Linked DNA regions of Mus musculus: regions 2, 3 and 4 are each linked to region 1. Evidence: chromatin contacts called from public Hi-C, HiCAR-type and promoter capture Hi-C data. All regions are on one chromosome and are shown on one strand. The core of a region is the stretch at or near the end of the contact, and the rest is flanking DNA. Distances in the headings are between cores, read along the strand shown. Region 1 holds the start of Tmem126b (transmembrane protein 126B). Region 2 holds the start of Tmem135 (transmembrane protein 135). Region 3 overlaps Tmem135 (transmembrane protein 135). Region 4 overlaps Tmem135 (transmembrane protein 135).

Region 1 (5,414 bases), core at 872-3,371:
GGTTCCATTCCTATTCAAACCACCACACTTGTCTTCTCTCATGAAAGCCTAAGCCAGTTTGGGAGATTATTTTGGGGCTAAGGGAAGGTAGGAGAGAACAGAAAGTGCTTTAGAAAGTGGAGAAACAACAACAACAACAACAACAACAACAAGTCAGAGTTGGGTACTGTTCCAGCCTGGGAAGAGGGAGTGCACCATAGTTATCTTGGACTTTATGTTGCAATTCAGTTTTCTAGTAGGGCCTAGGGTAGAAAGCAGGCAGGGTCTTTGTCAGAAATAGCTATGGGTTATACTGTGAAGCCTGGACAAAGGGAATGAACTCAGGGTTTGTAAGGTCTCTGTGTCCCATGTGATAAGCCAATAGTTGCCCACATTAAGAACCATAAGAGTTTCACCAAGAGATTAGAAAATCCATTCCAGATTCCTTTTTGAGTTTCTGGCTATACATAAGACTTTTGGGTCTCTGGAAACACTTGTTAAATCCTTTGGTACTATGACATTTTATGTATCTTACGAGTATTCCATTTCATTCAAACAAAGATATATGGACACTTCCTACAAATCCAAAATTCTGGTTTTAAATATTTACTTATTTCATCAGTGAGATGTCTACTGATTCAAAGTTCAGTGCTTTTTATTTTTTGCTCTACATTTTCTAGATTAATCCATGAGAAGTTATAAAGTCAAAGGTTCATTACAGATGACATGCTAACATTTATAAGTGATGAGCATATAATAAGCCTAAAATTAATGAAAAAAAAAATGGAGCCTGACTCCAGGAAATCAACACACACAAAGAATGGGTTCCTTGATCTTCTTAAGGTGGTATACAATTGATCAAAAGACCAGTATTTCTGCCTTAATACAACACAGCATTTAAGTCAGTTCTTTAAGATAGCTGAGAAGGGGGGTGGGCAGAGCAGGCATAAAATACTTTACAAATTATATTTTTTTGGGGGGGACTAGACTTACATCTTTTGCTCCCCCCTCCTTCTGCTATCCAAATGGAAAAATGGAAGAAGAAATAGTATTTTCTAAGGAGGATTCTCTAACCAATCCATCTAGTGTACGATGAAGGCAGATATTAATAGCATCATGGCTAATCAAAAAAACGTAGAGAAATTTTTGTTCTGTTCTCATCCAATTCCCTGAACAGCCCTCTTCACCACCCACAGAAAATTTCCAGGCCTTTAAGACAGCTTTGGGGAAAAGGGTACCCACAATTATGGCTGCAGGACAGTCAATATTGAAATAATCAAAAGCAACAGCAAATATTTTTGGCATCTGGCATTTGCAAGGGTTTCACTACACTCTCCTTAATTAAGGAGATATAGATTATTAACTTGCCCAGAGTTTTTTGTTTTGTTTTGTTTTAACTTATTTTTGTGCTGTTGGTATAGACGCCTGGGCTTCAGGCCTGACAAGTGCTCCATCATCAGATTCCAAGGAAGTCTTTCAGCAAGAACTGAAAATGAAGATTTTTGCCACAACCAACGTTTAATCTGAGAGTTAAGGAAGTTCAAAGTCACTCAACTGATTAGATCACCATCCTTATACACGTTAAGTGCATTTGTGTGGGCGTATGGCCTGCAAAGTGTGTGTGTGTTGTATCTTTAAGTGTATTATTTGACCTTCAGAATTTTATTCAACATGATTTGTCCAGCCGTGGTGGATATTAGGTTCTCGGGTAATCAAAAAAGTGAATGCATTCAAGAAGCCATCATAACCTTGCGTTAAGTCAGAACACATCAAATCAATAAAATGCAGGAGACTTAAACAGAATGAGAGAACTGGAGGTCGGGCCGGGTGGGGTAAGGCGATAAAGTATTTGTAATTGAAGAAAGGTCCTCGAGAAAGAGAAACAAGCTGCATTTAATCGGCGTAGACTTCAGGTCTACGCTGTTCGGAACTAGAGATTTGATTACACTCTACATAAAGTCGGGTTCGGTTCTATTTGCTCAAATCCTTCACGTGCATCATCTCCGAGGAGGCGACCCACACCACCCTAGATTTCCGCCTACCTGGGGTGCTTCCCTATTTCCCTCCTGCACAACACCAGCAACCTTCGACTCGGACCAACTTGGTCGCTGGGACGCCGCCATCTTAGCGCCTCACGTGACTGACAGGAGGGCGTGGCCGGAGCGCCTGGGGCGGGACTTGCAGCTGTCTGACAGCTCGTACCTTTAGTCCGGTACTCCCCCACCCAGTCAAAAGCCGCGCCCTCCAGCCGGGCGGAGGTTGGGCGTGGCGTCGCAGAAGTGCGATCTCTCATTGGCTCCGAGGAAGGCTCAGGGTCAGGGGCCCGCCCCTAGCCAGCCTTGCCTTGTCCTCTGCCAAATTGTCAGCCTGGCCAACCTGAAGGGAACCAGGGGCGGTTCGGGCGCAGGCCTGTTGCTGCGCGCCTTCTTCTCAGGGCGGCTGGGGTAACCGAGCCCTGGTAGTTCCTTCGGCCCGGTCGGTGTGTTAAGGCTGTGGTTTCTAAGGTTCCTCCTCAGAGCCTCCAGCCCGTCTCCCCGGCGCGGCCACAGCAGCACGGGCTAGCCTGCTCTCTACAGTCTTCAGTCCCCATAGTCCACCCTCAAGCCCCGCTTGGAAAGGGTTCAGTTAGAAATATCCCTTTTCCCTGCTCCCCCGAAGAGCCCTGGTCGGCCAGTGTTTTAGGGGTGGATGGTGCTGCGAGGAGGCCAGGCGCGCTTCCGTGCACGTGAAATGCCCAGCAGCGTCTGCCAGACCCGCAACCCCCGACCCTCCAGTCTCCATGTCTTAGGCAAGCCAAATTCGAGAGTTATATAATTTCTAGTGCTGCTGTTTCTCTTGCCCGAGGAAACACTTCATCGCTTGGAGGGTGCAGGACATTTCGGTGCTCTTCTGTATAAGATCGGGGTGTGGGCAGGGGTGGCCAGCGGTGGCAGAGAAATGTCTTTTCTGCAAAAGGAAGGTGGGTAGATTGGAGAGAGACTGAGAAAGGGTGGATGTGGAAGCCAAACAGCTGCACTCTCATTTAGGAAATCGCGGACTATTTGCATAGTGTGTGATTGCATGCCTAATACTACTACAGCGTCTCTGAAAACACCTTTTGGGGAAGGTTTGGTTTCTCCTTTCCAGCAGCCTCAGTGTTTTTCTTCGCCGGATAGGAAGCTGCTTGTTTGCGAAGAGATGGCATGATGTGAATGACTCCAGTGTGAAGAAGTCTGCTTCGCCAAATCATCCTGCATCAAGTGCCCATTGAATAGCACTGTCACTTTAATGTCTCCATGCCAAGGGATTGCCTTCCTTCTTTTCAATCCTCTCAGTTAATACACAGGAGGATCAGGATCTGAGGGGCATTAAGGATCAAGCCTTGGGGGCTTGGAGACCACAGAAGAAAAATAGGAAAGTGACAAGCTGGATAGTGTTTTACTGAGGGGCGAGAAACAGAACCAGTAAATAGAAGGGGGCCTTTGAATCTCTCTTTTGCCCCCAGAAAACTGTCCAAACTCACACACCCCTGAAAAGACTAGAGTAAGACGTTTTTAAAAGTGTTTTTGAAGGGGAAGTTTAAACTTTTTCCTAAAAATTGATGCTCTTTATTACGAACCATGTCGAACATGTATAAATTAATAAGTCAACCGTCCTAAAATTGGTTTGTGCCTTAATTGAGTTAGTTATTGAACATCTAAAAGTGTTGCTGCCTGAAGAGGAGTTTTAGTAACATTTTCTATGCATAAGATAACTTTCTCAGCTTTTAAAACAAGAATATATATTTTACAAAAATTGAAAAACTTGCTATTTTTTTCTTTGAAGACCTTGGGCAGTGTAATGTTTGGTTGTGGAGAAAGGCATCATTTTTTTCTTTATTTGAAATAGAAGACTCAGCCTGGATATCAAGGCTGAACGGTGAAGAGATTTGCAACAGTTAACCTGGTTCCATCTCCATTCAGCTGGATCAAGCAGAGACTGAAACTCAGAGATCTTGAGTCCAGAGTCAGTGGAGAGACCCAAGAATGCCAGTCAAGAAGAAAGGTGGGCTATGAGGTTCATACATAACATATGATTTTCCTTTTTCTTGGCTGTGGTTTTTGTAATTTAAATTGTATTCTATTGCAGGGCAAAATTTTGCCTGGTTTTGAGTAAATATTTACTGCAATGAATATCTGCTCAGTAGTACCTTTTCAGTAATATTTTATTATAGTAAAGTTAAGGTAATACTATAGACATATGTAAATTAATGAACCAGGTAGTTAATGTCACCATTTGTAATCAGAATAGATTCGGTGCTATAGGTTTGGGGTTTAAAGCTCAGTTTAAATAATCTTTTAAAAAGAAACTTGTACAGTGGAGTTTTTCCCCATGAGCTTGATACTTATTGAATGATTATGTAGGTGTAACATAAGGCAACATTTGTAAAATCATAGCTTTATTTCTTATACTTAAAAATAGACTTCATATTTGAGTTTATTCCAGTGTATGTCTTCCCTTCCGTGGTAATTCACAACTTTGATAGTTTATTTTATTATTCAGTAACATGTTTTGGGAAATTCCCTCAAGTAAAGCATATACTTGCTCTTTTCTTCCTTTCAGTAACCCTTATCACTTTGATCAGAATCCCATGGGGTTCCTGGAGCATGGTCTATTATAGATCAGAGAGCTTAAGGGTTCACCTTAGCTGAGATGAACTTTGTTCCACAGAAGCTTAGTGAAATGAGACCTTTATGTTTTTACAGATGACATCAGTAATAAAGTTTATGGAGAATTTTGAATAAAAATTTAGACTACCTTTGAAGTTTATTGTTCTGGGCTAGTATAGATCCGAATGTTGTCCAGTTATGTTGATTGCTATGATATTGAATTAGAGACCTAAACTGTAGGTTACATCTAGAGAATTCATATGGTGTTTTATGTTATTTAATCCATTGGCTTCTGGGTTTGGAAGATGTATTAAAAACACAGTCAATGAGATGCTTTTTTGGGAAAATAGTCCATGTAAAGGGGGACAGAGCTATCAGAAACTGTTGAACCATCGAGAATTGTACTTTTGCACCCTGGGGTTGAAAAGTGGAATTGTTTCCTCCTTTATCATTCCCCGTGAGACTACTTACTGAAAGAGGTGAGCTGTCTTTGATATTTTGGAGCTGTACCTGGACATGATTGGTTTATATGGATAAAGAAAGAAAGGTTTGGGAAATGTAGCCAATAAACAATGTCTTTGATTTCCTTAACTCAGTGTGTGGTTTTTTTTTTTTTTTTTAACTTTCTACCATTTCTGCTGATAAATATTTTTGAAGTACCTTATTTCATTGCTTATAATTAAAAGTGACAGAGAGAGAAGGAAGGGAGGAAGAGAAGAGGAGAACCACAATTGATGAACATGTCCACAGACTGAACTCAGGGGTTCTAAAGCCAACAGGCTCAGTTTCTTAAAAAACTTCCAGAAA
Region 2 (4,690 bases), core at 2,098-4,597, 1.1 Mb before region 1:
TTTTCTCTGGCAGATGCCAAATACCACCCTGCTCCTGTACTACTCCAGCCTATCCACTCATACCTGAACTCATTCACAACTTCCCCATATGACTGGTTCTGAATAAAAGCTGCCTGCTCTAACAGGATTTCAATAGCAACTCCACCACATTGGGGGCTTATTATGTCACTTGCTATTCCTACACACTGCCACCCCACTCCAAGTCCAAACAACAGCCCTAGAACATGGGAAATTATCTTCTAGCACCTTAGAAACAGAGATTTTTCCTTTGCTCACGCTGCAAGTGATGCACAGGTGGGATTCCATGTGAGCTAAACCTCTCTCAACCACGAGGTAAAGCAACTACATCAACTCCTAAGTGGCCTTCCAACTCCAACTAGAGTGAGCGATGCAGGGTTCCTTGTCTTTAGGCAGCATGTGTTCCTTTAACCACCATAAGCTTATCCTTTTTTTTCTTACTACCCGAAGCAAGATTAATGGCTCTAATTTTTTGTTTTCTTATGCATGAAGTGAGGATAATCTGCAGATGGAGTCGCAGCTCTAGAGGATAAACGTGTGAAGAAGCAAACACAGAATGTTCAAGAGGAATTATAGTTCCCAACTACATTCAAGTCTTTGGATTTATACAATGTACAGGCTCTTGGTTTTACAAACTCTTGGATTTCTCCCTGGGGTCACAGTATTATCCCCCTCTACGGATACACACTCCACACATCTACACCATGAATAAATGCCCAAGCTTATTTTCAAAGTCAAAATGAAATTCCACTAACTCGGACTACAGTCAACTTCACTCCTGAGTGGCACTGGAGGAGAAAGGAAAGACAAAAAAAAAAAAAAAAATACATATTGTAGACACATTCTGACCTAGGGCTATAGTTCAGTTGGTAGACTGCCTACCTAGCATGCATAAGCCTCTGCATTTGATAGGAGAGCTGTATAAACCATGCATGATGGTGCATATCTGCAACCCAGGACTGGGAGGTCACCAGTGAATTAATTATCTTACCACATTTACACATACATACACACACACACACACACACACACACACACACACACACCAGGGCCAAAGTCAAATTCTACTGCTTAGCCTTGGTACCTGAAATAAGCTAAAATTTTCTAATCTCTACTTTACTTAAAATAAAATACAAGTCAGTTCTCACTAACCGCTTCACAGCCACTGATAAGCAGCAACATAAGATAGGAAATTTGTTCTCAAGTAGTATTTAATCTAGTTGAAAATGTAATAGTGACACAAGTCCTTTCTTGATCCCCACCAACCCTATCTTGTTAGAGTAGGAGAATCTCTGCTCCAGTTGCTTCCCTGAATTCCCCTAACACTGAATAGAATCAGTATATTGTTTATGCTGTAGATATAATACCAGGCATTCCACAAATATGTGTCGAATGAATGAACGAATGATGCTATAGATTTCAGGAGAAATTAAATTATAAACACTTCAACTAGTTCCTAATCCTTGAGGTTAAGAGTAATTTTTGAACAAATTACCTGGAATAGTTCTGCTTGCCTTTGTTTTGTGAGGGGTAGGAGATGGAGGAACAAGACAAGGATTCAGAACACAGGACCTTGAACATGCCACTAAGTTAAGTCCCCAGACTAGAAGAGTCTTCTTGTACGGCTGTTTAAGAGTCCAATGTATTTATAAGTGTTTACAGAAATCTGGGGCAGAGTTCAACAGCAGGACTCTTATCTTGAAAGTACAAGACAACAGGTTAGAATCCCAGCAACACCAAAATAATAATAACATAGTAACAAATATAAAACAATGGCTGGCCAGCATTCATATAGAAAAGCCAGTAACAACAGTCTTTAGGGAATGTATGTATATAGATACAGATAAACGTCTATATTGGTCAATGCTCTAGATCTTCACTTAACAAGGCTGGTATTCCCCAGTGTCTACACTACGTTAGATTTTATCAGAAATGTACTCTCTAGCCCCCACCAAGACCTACTGAATCAGAAATCCCATTCTAACATGATCCCTGGGGTTTCCTTAAAATACATTAAAGTGGGGAAGCACCAGTTTACATCATGAAAAGGGAACTTGGCTTCTGCAACCTCTCAGGGAGTCACTGTCTTTTCCTGTGTTCTGTCTATAATTACAAATTAGACTTCTCCATTAAGTTACAAACATAATCATACTGTCAAAGATGTCATCAGCCCAAATTACTACCTCAATGAGAAATAAGAATGGATCACTCATTGAGTATTGAACGAACTTTTAGGAAACATACAAAACATACAAAAATGATGTCTACCTTCTCAGCATACAGACAAATGGGAAAATGACAATGAACTTCAGTAGCCAAATAGCACATCTTCAGTGCCAGGATGTGGGAATTTTCTCCCACACAGTGGCACTCACTAGGAGAAGATATCTTTATCAGTTCTCGATGTTACTGGTAGGTTTCCAGATACTCTCTCTAAGCTTCCCTACTTGTAAATCTGTATAAGAAAATGACCTCAGCAACACGCCACTAAAACACCTTCAACGAAATCACCGCACAAAATCTCAAACCAGGAATCTACTCTGGGAACTTACGAAAGAACAAACCGTCAAGTGGCATCTCTGTCATCTCAAACAAGGACAAAATCTGTGACTAAGCAGGCTTGGGGTGGGGGTGGGGGGGTGTACAGAACACCCTTTTTCATATGAAAATGGGGCCGGAGAGTGGTAAAGTGGGCTGAGGGGACACTGTGTGCATGCATTGACTAAATATATACACAGCTCCAACATCTCTCCATCACAGAGTCTCTGAATCCAGGTTCTCAGAGCGATCAAGTGTAAGGCACTTGACCCTACCTGTCCAGAGCACATCCCCATCCTAGCAACAGGTGTCCAGTGACAGTTCACCATCGGGGTCCCCTCCCCCTCCTTCCGCCTAGGACTCCCCCCAGGCCTCTCACCACCCCTAAAGCTGACCTAGAAGCAACGAGCCCCGGGAGGCCCTGCACCTGCACCAGCGCCAGCCCTGCTCACCAGGTACAGGGGTGCGTAGATCCTGAGGGACTCCTCCAGGGCGCCCCAAGTGATCTGCAGGAAGGAGACCCTGCAGGAGGGGTGCCAAGTGTGGCCGATCTCGTAGCAGTTATGAGGGATGGACTTGCTGAGGGCCGCCATGACGAGTGGCGGTGGCAGCTGCGCGTGGTCAGGGGAACGCAGGGTTCGGCAGGGGCGGCAGACACGCAAGGGCGAGGCGGGCGCCGCGCGGGCCTCGGCGTGCGGGGTGCGAAAAGGTCACGGGAGCAGGTTACTCAAGGCCGGAGTCCTCGGATGTTGGCCGTCCGCGTATGGCAGCGCGAGGGGGCGGGGCGCGCACGACGGAGGCGGGGAGGGGAGGCGCATGCGCGCTCCCGCGGATGGGCGGGCTCCGGACGGGCAAAGGAAGCGAGCACCTTCACCCTCCGAATAGGAGCACGACTCAGAGAAGCACAACCGGGAGCGTGATGGTGGATCCCGCCTGGGTCGGGCTATATAGCTCAGCCCTTGTCCTGTCAAAGCCTGGCCAAAAAGAGCAGAGGGTAGTGGAACAAAAGGATTCTGTGTCTTTGCTGGGAGATGGAGGCACTTGCACCACTGTTGTCCCTCGTCCCATTGGTTCACCTAAGACTATCTGCGGTTGCAACACAACCTTCAACATTCTTGCTACTTGCTCAACCTCCTAAGCTCTATTGTGCCTGTGAAGTCTTGAAAATACTAATTTAGATGTGTTTAAATGCATGCTATATGGAAAGAGACAGTAGAGAGACCTGCCAGCCCCTAATGGAGTCCTAGCAACAGAATCCTTCACAAGTGCTTATCACCCAAGCAACATACAGAGCAGAGGCAGCTGCAGTGCAATAGAACTCCTGCCTGGCTAGAGAGCTTAATCTAAAACTGATTGCCATGACAATCCACCTGCCATATAGCCCTTGTGTATAATAACCTGCTTTCTTTGGACTTGTAAATTCTGTACTTTTTAAAGCAGAAAGGCTTTACCTTTAGATCATTCTCTCATATTTATTCAGTTCCTTCTACAATATTTACTAAACTAATATGATTTTCCAGCCCCTGTTTGAAACCCTGGACAGACAGATGTGGAAAAGCTGTGTTTCTGCTGCCAAGAAACTAATGTTCTAGAAGTGAGAAAAGTAACAGATAAGACAGGTGTAAACTATCTGCAAGATGCCTAGCTGTATACATTTTATGTATGTTAAATACCCTGCTAGCTATCACCTGTTTGCTGTGCTGCTTATAAAATGACCACTTCACTAACATGACATCCACACACTAGCCAAAAGGGCCAGAGAAAGGAGAGGGAAGAAAAACTTCTCAGGCTGTGCCTGGCAGCACACATCTGTAATCCTAGCACTTGGAAGGCTAAACAGACAGGTCTGGAGTTCAAGGCCAGGCTGAGCTATGCATTGAATTTGAGACCAGCCTAGGACTCTATCAAAAGACCTTAGCTTTTTCAAAAAGTAAAAAAAAAAAAAAAAAAAAAAAAAAAAAAAAAAAAAAAAAAAAGATAGAAACTTTTAGGTAAGCCTATGCAAATCTGTCAGCTAACATTTCAGCTTGGGCAAATGGCAGCTAAAGGCTGATAGTTATATCACTGCACAAAATGGCAAAACAGATACTAGAGACACTAATAGCATCAGCCATAGTCGCCTCTGGCTACTCAA
Region 3 (4,977 bases), core at 1,286-3,785, 1.3 Mb before region 1:
CAAGGCTTTATTAAACCCAAGAAGGTAACGTGCCACACATTTAACCTGGTGCACGACCCTATAAAGTGGGAAAAGCTGTTGATTTTTACACAATGTCAACTCAGTACTGTAAATTGAGGCTTTTCCAAAGTTGACAGCACAGCAAGTTTTTCCAACTTCAAATTATATACATTCACATGTATATTACATTTTTATAAAATAGCCAATGATTATAGTCTGCTAAGGCTAGAGCTGTGTATCAGGCCAAAAACTAGATTAAAACAATTTTTACTTAGTTGGTTTTGTTTGTTTCCAGTACGGGGATCTGAACCTACGTTCTTACACTCCTCACACATGCCTAGAGGGTACTCACCACTGAGCTACATGACCAGGCTCCTTTTAAAATACTGTTTTAGTCACATTCGTTCCAAGTTAACCAGGCAGGACTTGTCCTTATGAGCTTACTACCTCCGTCCGCGAGGTTAAGTGAGGTCACAATGCCCATACCACCAAGACTGGATGAGCAAAGCCATTTGCATTCATAAAGCTATCCATAACAAAATAAAACTCATTCTCACTGCAAACAAAACAACCACTCTTCCTAACCTGCCTCAGTTAGAAGTGGAGACACGAGAGGCCAACTACATCTGAAGGGACCATGCATGTGTCACTCAACACAGCTAAGCTATCAGATGTTCCATAGGCGACAGGAGTTCATCACTTATAATTCCAATTGTAAGAAAGGAGAGCCAGCTGTTGCTACTTGGTTTTCCTCATTGGAGGCTTGGACTTCAACCCTCAGAATAGTGTTAGGGTTACCCCGACTTTCTGTAGAAAGGATGGAATTGCCTCTAGCTGTGTAGACTGACATGTGGCCTAGGGACAACGCCGAGAGGCTTACTTCACTGATCCTTCTGGTCAATATTCATCTACCATTTTAGACTTGTGGTTAGACCCCAAACAACTCATTTTTAATTCCCTTTCCCGACCTTACTACAGGAACTTAAAAGATAAATTTGTTTCTGAGCCTTGGATTTTCCAAGTGAAAATATATATACATATATATAAATAAAGAGTGTGGATTGAATGGTCTTTAAGATTCTTCATAACTTGGAGCTAGCGAGATGGCTCAGCAGGGGCATCTGATGCCAAGCATGATGCCCTGAGTTGAATCTCTAGTACCCATGATAGAAATACAATAGATATGCCCTCTACACATGGTAACACACACATGCACACATATACATAGTCTAAATACATAAATGGAAAATGAAAAGCTTCACAATTTAAAATTCCTGCAAAGTCATGCAAAATAGCTGCAAATTCATGATTCACTCAAACTTGATATGGTCCCAATTTTATTTTAAGCCTTACATTAAGTCACTATTATTGAATATATACTATATTTGTATATGAAAGGTTGAAATATTTAATTTAAAAGAGCACTGAAGATATCTCCTTATATATTCTATGTAGGATGCTGCACTCTGCCAGTCTCTCCAACATAAAGGCACTAAATACTAGTGAGGGAACTAAATACTCAAATATTTAAATTCAAGGAGCTTACCTAGCTCCAGAGTCATTGATATCATTTCCGTGTGTGGATTATCATTTCTGAGTTAAGTATAGTGACTATGAAGGGGGAACTGCACTCAGCATTTGCTAAAAAGGCGAGTTTTAGAAAAATGCTCTCACTTTCCTAGCTTCAAAAGAGAAAGATATACATACAATGTCATTTTAAGAAAATCATACTATCCAACAATTAACAAGTAAATAGAATAGAACATTAAGAAGCCTACTCCCCCCAAAAATGATTTAAAACATTTTTAGGTGCTAATAAAACTTAGGGTGTAGTTATGCTTGGCATAGGACACATGCTGGATTCCATCCCCACCCTCGCAGCAGCAGCAGCAGCTACCTGGATTGTGTTTGTGTCTCCACACTTGCTTCCATGTGCATGTATACATGTACACCATTCGGGTTCATCTATTTTCCTCCTTTAAGATGGATAAAGCTGAGCTATGAGGACTTTGTAAGAGTTCCAAGTATATCTATTTCCTTCTTCTAAAACCATCTCAACACAATTTCACCATTTTCTACTACATATATACTTCAAAATAGAGTAAAGAAAAAAGCAACTACTTTATTTCAAACTGCCCTTGTTGCATGACGAGGGACCTCTGTGGGGCACAGGGAAAGTGAAGTGAGGTGAAAACTTTAAGACCCAGAGGAGCTTAGGTTCTTCTACTCTGAGACTCTACCATGGTGAAAACTCCATTGCTTTCCAATACATCTGCATGGGGACTGTTTCTGAGCTTTTAGTATCCTGTCAGACACAAATCCAATCTTATGAGTGATGTGTTCTCACAGTCTGGGCAACAGTGCCTCAGAGCTCCACATTCTTACAGTCAAAGGCCTGGGTTCACCCACCAGCCAAGTGTCTGATAGACAGGCTCTGGACTCAAGCCTGTACTGGTTGCTAGTCTTAAGTGCAGGAACTTACTTTTGACTGTGAGCCACACCTTATTCTACTTGTACATTTGTAGAAATGGGGAAGTCATGCTTCAGAGGCCAGAGCCCAGGAGGCAGAAAGGAGAATCAAGTGAAGCCAGAAAGGGCCCCACTGAGCTCACCAGACAATGATGATTCCAGTCTTTGAAATACAAATGTTCAATGTAATAATATTCATGTACCTGTTTCCAAGGAGATAAATGGTAGGGTCCTGAACACAGATACTAAGATTTCTTAAATAGTATTTCACTACAAACAAGGAATCATTTTATTTAGCCTAGAAACACAACAGATACCTCTTAGAATTCTCTAAATGGAGGAGGCTTCATCAGAATCTAACATAAACATCTCCAGCCTTCTGTAATGAAGGGACATGGAACTGAAAATACAGCATGCGAGTTCAAGATTCTACACTTGGGTTCATACGGAATTCCGCCACAGAGCCTTTGTGCTTTAGAGCACAAGGCTATTATACTCAGTATATTTTGGTTCTTGTTACAAAACAAAAAGTATGAAGGTGGGAACAGCTTGGCACAGTGTGAGAAGGGAGAACGTCACAGCAGCCCACTGTGAAGAAATATGCTGAGCCATGTCACCAGGGAAGACAGCCTTGAGGGAGAAGCAGGCCAAAACTGCTCTACACCACATTTGGGAGGATATGACAAATAGGGTTGGATTTATTCCTGAAAGTTGTGGCATAACTCACAGATTTATAATGAAGCAGCTGGCAGAGTAGCCTGTGTTGGCCCTAAGGGGATGTGGGAAGCAAACCAGGAGTTGGGAAGGGTTTCATTTCAGAGTTGCGAAGCTTTCAGAGTTGCAAGTCCTGCTGGCATTTCTACCTCAGGAAGTAAAACTCAGCCACCTTCTCAACTAAGACTGGTCTGAAAGCCTTGCTTTCAACAGCCAAAAGATCCAAAGCAGATACTTCATGTCTGATATCCATATTTAAAGCTCTGATTTCATTTATTTTATTCAAACCATCTCTCTCTACATAATTAGTGCAAAACTCAAATGTCCAATGTACAGAGTTTATCAAACAATGCCAGAGAAGGTAAAACAGTAAGAAGAAACCAAACAAAACAAAAGAAAATTATTGATAATGCCTATTACCTTTGAGGCCTTTAACTTTATTTATTTTGTGCAAATATATGTGTGTCTGCACATATGTGCATGAATTCTCGGGTGCCCGATGCAGGGATAGAGCTACTCCTCTGCAAGGGCAGCCAGTCCTCTGCACCACTGAGCCATCTCTCCAGCCCCATAGCTCAGAGCTCATAACTGCTAGCCCATCCTTCTAGCCACCTAGGTTTAGTTTAGGTTTGTTGTTGTTTTTAAGATTGATTGATTGATTGATTTAATGCATTTTTAATGGATTTTTATCTGCATGTACATTTGCACACCAGAAGAGGGAGCTGGATGCTATAAGACTACAGTTATAGACAGTTGTGAGCCTCCCTGTGGGGGCTGGGAATTGAACTCAGGCCTTCTGGAAGAGCAGCCAATCCTCTTTACTGCTGAGACATCTCTCCAGCCCCGCTAGTTTTCGTTTTACAGTAGCTGGAGGAGGAGTCTTGCTGCACTGTAGAGCCTGGTCTCTGATGCACGAGTTGAAGCCAGTTACTCAGCTTCCATAGAGTGCAGTGAGCAGTGGCTCTCAAGCTTTTCAGTGCCGTGAACCTTTAATACAGGTCCTCCTGTTGTGCTGACCCCCAGCCATAGAAGTATTTCTGCTGCTACTTCATAACTGTAATTTTGCTATTGCTGTGCGTCACAATGAAAATATTGTTGGAGATACAAGTTTGCTGAAGAGGGCTCAACCCACAGGTTGAAAACCACTACTCTAGAGGATGGTTTCAAGAAGGAAATACAGTGAGGTTGTCTGTAAATCATTGGTCAAGATCATAGCCTAGAATATGGTAGATATTCATTTAGTACATTTTAAGGTACTTTTTTCTTTTTCCTTAGAACGTCTTTCCTGACATTTGTAGCATTTTCTTCTCTTGGTATTCAAGTGTTTTATTATTTTCTTAGTCAATAATTACAGTTTAAAAAAATTAGTTGCAGGTCCAAGCAATGACTTATGCTCAGTGAAACAGCCCTTAACAATGCTAGATAGTTACAGCATTTAAAATGAACCACAACTCAAATTCTGGCTTTTCATCTTTCCCTTGACTACTGATAAGACAGTACATGAGGCTCCTTTGATGCTGAGTAAGGCCAGTGAGCCCTATTTCCCAGTGAGCTTTGGAGTCGCAATGGGAACCATGATGAGTGTGTACTATGCTACAACATGGCAGAGGTTGGATGGACTGCCTTTTTTACTTACATATTTTCACAGTGGGCTTATCAAAGCACAATTCCATCATAAGTCAGAGCATCTGAATAAGAGGTTTGTTCTATTATTTTATAACCACATCATTAAAGGGGGTAATCAGTAGTCAAAACAAAAATATCAATGGAGAAGAGATGGACCTGAAATTATAA
Region 4 (4,921 bases), core at 650-3,149, 1.2 Mb before region 1:
TTTCACATCAATGGACTAATCTCACTCATTTGCCTGACCCTTTATACCTGTCCTCTGCCCTTGCAACCAAACTACCAAAAGAAAAAAGAAAAGAAAAACCTCTTGTCATGGATGCTGAAGTGTGTCTCCGTGTGCCCCACAGTAAATGCTCTTTTGTCCACACTTCTTTCCTTGTAAATGTTCGCTGCAATGAGTTATTGGTCTACTTTGAGGTCTCTGGCTTCTACTACACTAGCAATACTGGATTCTCACTGTGGGGAGCGGGTGTGGCGGTAGTCCCAAGATGGCGCCCGGGACTGCAGCCAAGTCTTATGACTTGCACCTGACTTCCTCATACACCCGAAAATAAGCCACGTCCATCATGAGAGCTGCGCAGGTGCACCATGACACAAGATCAGGCCATTTGACGAAGGCCAATGAAGTGAGATTATGCGGACTGAGCTAATGGGGCGTGGTTAAGGGGTTATATAAGGGATTGCGATTGGGGGCTAGAGGAGAGTCCTGCTTGCATGTTGAAAGGTTCCTGAATAAACTGCTTTGAGAAGAACGCTGTGTCGTCTGCTGGTCGGAGACAGAAGCAACACCTCACTAGGACTCCTCTCCAGAGATTACCCAGGTTTTGCCCTATGTCATGGAGACTACTTGACCGTTAAAAACTCAGATATGTATCTTCACAAGCTCGAGCAGTCAGGAGAGCAAGAGCAAGCCAGCCCTTGCATGGGCAGCACACTAGAGCTAGCCCTGCTGGCATGAGCAGGTAAGCCAGCCCTGAGGGCATGAGAGCAAGATGGGCTCTACCCATCTGTTGCTGGCTGCAACACTGAGCAAGCAGCCAGGGCAGTGCTGAGAGCTCATCCTTATGGTGCAGGTAGGTGCAAGAGAGTGGTAGACTGACCAGCTCAACTATTACCCAGGCCAGACCTAAGGCTTTGAGTTGGTCACAGTATTTTTTTAAATCTACATGTTGAGTTTTTAATGGTCATATAGAAAGTGGGTGGCCAGAAAGGAAGGAGGAACAGAGGGAGTCCAGAGACTGAGCAAGAATGAGCCTGCAGAGGCTGGAGTTACAAGTATGCACAGCACTCTATAAATGGTGCCACAAGGAAAACATAAATAAACCTGAGCTCTCCCTCCTACTCCCTGCTTTACCTCTGCTTTACCCAATCCCTTTTGCTCCTCTTTTCTCTCTGAATAAAGAAAGAATAATCTTGGGAGAATGACAAAAATGACTTTAAGGCAGAATGACAGTACATAACATATGCAAAAAGAAAACAAGGAGATGGAAGAGAGGAGGTGGCCTAGGAATGAAGTCAAGCAGAGGCTGGAAAACATTCATTGCTGTTGGACTAAATCTAGAGCTACAACAAAGGAAGGAGGCAACTTACAAGTTGTCGAGGCAAAGCAAGTCTACGCATAGGGCATATGGGGCCTGGGTCGGACTGTCAATTGGACTTAACTGCTAAAGCAAAATTTGTAAATAAGAACAACCTTTTGTGCATTTGTTTAGATGGGAGGTTACAATCCCTAGAGTTCCTATGCACAAGCCAACACACATAGATCTGGGACGTGGAGGAGCTGACATCAAAATGTGAACATAAAAAAATTTAAAAACTAAAATCTTTTAGGACAGTCTGCTAAGTTGCAAAAATACAGTACAATTTCAATATAATTTGATAAGAGATTCAAAGTAGACCATTGTTGAGAAAGGAGTTGTTCACATACTCCCAACATAAATTATACATCAATGAGTTCACCGATAGATTTTACTGAAGCACATAAAACTAGCTGAAAGATCTACTTGTAAAACTGTCACCAATGACGCATTTGCTTTTACTCTACTCTCGGTGACAGGCATGCCGCAGTGTGCCATACATCTTCCGGTTTCTGTTAAAACCAGACAACTCAGGAAGGTGATTTCATAGAGGAAGCCTGGAAGGCGGATGTAGCAAGCAATCACTTGAGATAAAGTAAACAATGGTTTCTCAAAACCGGATCAAATTACTCTTATGTCTCAAATCACAGATAAAAGGGAAAGCTATCTAGGGAGACATGATTTGAAGACAAAATTCTTTTTCTTTAATATCCAAATGAACTTGATCCAAATCTCATCTTTAGTACTCAAATCAACTGACTTGCCACCTCTTTCCACTAGTAGTTTAAGTATGTCTCAATCTAAAAGCATCCTGCCAGTAAAGCTAAGCTGCCCTGGGTTCTATTGGAAAGCACTGGAGTGTGTAATTTTCCTCTGACCTCTACCTGAAGGGTTTTAATTTACTTGTACCTAAGCCAGTGCTAACAAGTGTGGGAGGGAAGTGGATGGGGTAGAAGACTGTCAGTACTTGTAACTATCTCACAGAAAATTGTTTTTAAAAATGTTCCACTCCTAGAGTTTTCATTCCACTTAAGATGTTTAATACTAACCATTCATTTGACATTTCCTATGTGACTATGGGTGGGTAGATATCTACAAATCCTTGTTATAAAACACTATCAAGAAAGACTACTTTTTAATAATAATACCAGATAAGAAATTCAATCTCATAGATCCTAGATGCAATACTAAGTTTAAGACTGTGAATGTATGTGCCTGTGTGTGCATGTGGGCGTGTCAAAAAATCTATAGAAATGTATGGAGAAGAAACAGCAGTAGTAATCTCAAGGGATTTTCTTTATCCTTGATTTTCTAATATTTCTCTCTGTCCATTTGTTACTCTCTACCCAGGGGGTAGGATATGTCCTACAACTCCAGAGGACAGATGAAACTACAGAGAATATCATGCTATATATGCATATATGGATATGTGCATGTACACATCAAATGCTTTCATATATTTTATGGAAATTTATAACTTCTAAATTAGACATAATATAAGATGAAAAAAATTATTGAAAAAATTAACAATACCAGTCACGTATTAATTAAATCCTGAATTATATATTTTCAGAATTTTATACTTAATGTTTGGTACCTTTAATAGTTAAATTTAAGCATTGTCTTCATGTGTAAATTATTATAAATACTTTCATTCAGTAATTTTGGATGAGAAACTGGCCAGGAGCTATTTTAGAAGGGGCAAATTCCCATGTGCCTTTGACTGTTTTTCCTAATACTCGAGCTTTTATCCTATTTTCTGTAAGAGAAACCACTTGAAGAACTCTCTAACTCACTATTATTAGACGAGGTCTGCCTGTCCCTGTGCTAGGGCACTGGGCAGATAGTAAACCGTGTTAAAGCACTGAGAAATCAACAGAAGTGGTAAAAAGTTCTTTAGATTCTTAGTGTAATGATTGTTTTTGATATACATTTTCTTGCAAATATACAAAAATGTTGTGAGATGGGACAATCCAATTCCTGAACTGGCAATGTTGGACTCTCCATTGCTACATAGCAGTCCCCAACCAAAAAACCTGTAGTCAAACAGATAGCTGGACTTTCAAGTACCAGAACCACCCAGAGAGTGTTAGCATTCAATTCATGGCTCCAGAAAACTATGCAATGAGAGCAGATGATTGCTGAAGATCCTTAGAGTGAAAACGTGGGCTATATACAAGAATTTTTACTAGCTTTTTGTTTTCCCAACCTTTGGTGAATTCTAATAATGTTGAAGACAGCTGAAGGAGCAAAAGGAGCAAGAAACCAAGAAAGAAAACTGGGGTAAGAACAAGGGAAATGGTAAAAATAGAACAGAAAGCTTAGCTCTTGGTTAAATATCTACATAAAGCCAGAAAAGAAAAATGGAAAGACTTAGTCACTGGAAGAATTCCAGAGAAATATCGGGCCTGTAGGCAAGCGTCACAGAGGGTTCACCTCCAGGACCTTTAACACTGGCCCCTATCTAGGACTAATCGCAGGCCTGCTAGAAGATGCCACGGCAACTTTTAACAAAAGTTCCTACACAAGAGATGCAAAATCAGAGGACAGACAGCAGTGGCTGCTGCTCATGCCTGAGAACATAGTATGTACAAAGGGCAATGATGATAATGGTGAGGAGGAGGGTGGTAGTGGTGGTGATGGTGATGACAGAGGAGAAGTTGAGCATGAAGTATGTGAATTTCCAATTTAGAGCCAGATGACATGCCCAATACAACTCTATTTATGTGTCTAAAGATAATCTAAAACTCAAGTCAACAACTCAGTGCTGTTGAAAATTACACACTCTACCACACTACGATGCAAAGACCCACTAATTTGATGTTTACATTCTGAGCAATGATGACAGGCAAATACGATAAGTCTTTTGTAGTCTCCCCTCCCCTAGCCTGAAACCTGCTTGCTCGGGGTGGAGCTTCCTGCTCATTCGTTCTGCCACGCCCACTGATGGAACCTGCGGAGCCACACACGTGCACCTTTCTACTGGACCAGAGATTATTCGGCGGGAATCGGGTCCCCTCCCCCTTCCTTCATAACTAGTGTCGCAACAATAAAATTTGAGCCTTGATCAGAGTAACTGTCTTGGCTACATTCTTTTCTCTCGCCACCTAGCCCCTCTTCTCTTCCAGGTTTCCAAAATGCCTTTCCAGGCTAGAACCCAGGTTGTGGTCTGCTGGCCGGACACAACAGTCTTTACTTTCCATAATTAAACCATTATTTCTCTGCCACAGCAGAAAACTTTGTACAGTGAAAACAGTATGATTCAAAACACAATACACTTGAATACGAGCACACTCATTTCATGAGGCATCTGTTAGTGTTGTGAGCCATGACATGTACAGTGCATAGTCTATATGTTTACAATCAGAAAGTCATGACAGGCAACACAGACAAAAACTGCCAGAAATACGTTGGCTTCATTGTGAATTAATTCTGAATTATTTTTTGGTCACTGAGTAATTAAATTTTGTACAGCTCCCATGTCCAGTTACATACATGGGGTTGTAAGCACGGCTTAAGAAGCTGAACTCTGTGAGACCAAAGGATGGA

Evidence for each region. Promoter capture Hi-C pulls out the DNA fragments that hold promoters and counts their contacts. Hi-C and Micro-C count contacts between places; a contact is called where the count stands out from the background. HiCAR-type assays count read pairs that join an accessible place to other places.
Region 2: a contact with region 1 is called in a promoter capture Hi-C map of pre-B cells, with 3 times the contacts expected there. The contact joins the promoter of Tmem135 here to the promoter of Tmem126b in region 1. A contact is called at or near these places in 4 of 39 promoter capture datasets (embryonic stem cells, hematopoietic stem and progenitor cells, liver and 1 more), 2 of 484 Hi-C or Micro-C datasets (regulatory T cells and uterus) and 1 of 115 datasets of contacts at active chromatin or transcription factors (large pre-B cells).
Region 3: a contact with region 1 is called in a HiCAR-type map of astrocytes, with 2.9 times the contacts expected there. The contact joins the enhancer-like site here to the promoter of Tmem126b in region 1. A contact is called at or near these places in 6 of 39 promoter capture datasets (the 3T3-L1 cell line, 3T3-L1-derived adipocytes, hippocampal neurons and 3 more), 2 of 115 datasets of contacts at active chromatin or transcription factors (astrocytes and large pre-B cells) and 1 of 9 other capture datasets (adipose tissue).
Region 4: a contact with region 1 is called in a Hi-C map of B cells, with 5 read pairs. The contact joins the enhancer-like site here to the promoter of Tmem126b in region 1. A contact is called at or near these places in 2 of 39 promoter capture datasets (the C10 cell line and liver), 1 of 484 Hi-C or Micro-C datasets (B cells) and 1 of 9 other capture datasets (liver).

What each region holds. Positions count from the first base shown.
Region 1 is chr7:90,473,874-90,479,287 of GRCm38.p6, forward strand. It overlaps Tmem126b (transmembrane protein 126B), which reads right to left and starts at 2,122. Exons shown (of 5, transcript NM_026734.2): 1 at 2,022-2,122. The coding sequence starts at 2,102. It also overlaps a transcript of Dlg2 not described here.
Region 2 is chr7:89,335,440-89,340,129 of GRCm38.p6, forward strand. Tmem135 (transmembrane protein 135) reads right to left here and starts at 3,348. Exons shown (of 15, transcript NM_028343.5): 1 at 3,009-3,348. The coding sequence starts at 3,149.
Region 3 is chr7:89,175,661-89,180,637 of GRCm38.p6, forward strand. The region is part of intron 6 of Tmem135 (transmembrane protein 135); the gene reads right to left. Among named protein-coding and RNA genes, the nearest start is that of Tmem135, 160 kb to the right of the region's middle. Within about 2 kb of position 2,536, at least 80 of the 459 cell types and tissues checked have an H3K27ac peak or open chromatin away from gene starts, as enhancers often do. A contact at or near this core is called in adipose tissue and astrocytes, where this site is marked.
Region 4 is chr7:89,246,417-89,251,337 of GRCm38.p6, forward strand. All of the region lies in intron 4 of Tmem135 (transmembrane protein 135), which reads right to left. Among named protein-coding and RNA genes, the nearest start is that of Tmem135, 90 kb to the right of the region's middle. Within about 2 kb of position 1,900, at least 139 of the 459 cell types and tissues checked have an H3K27ac peak or open chromatin away from gene starts, as enhancers often do. A contact at or near this core is called in B cells, where this site is marked.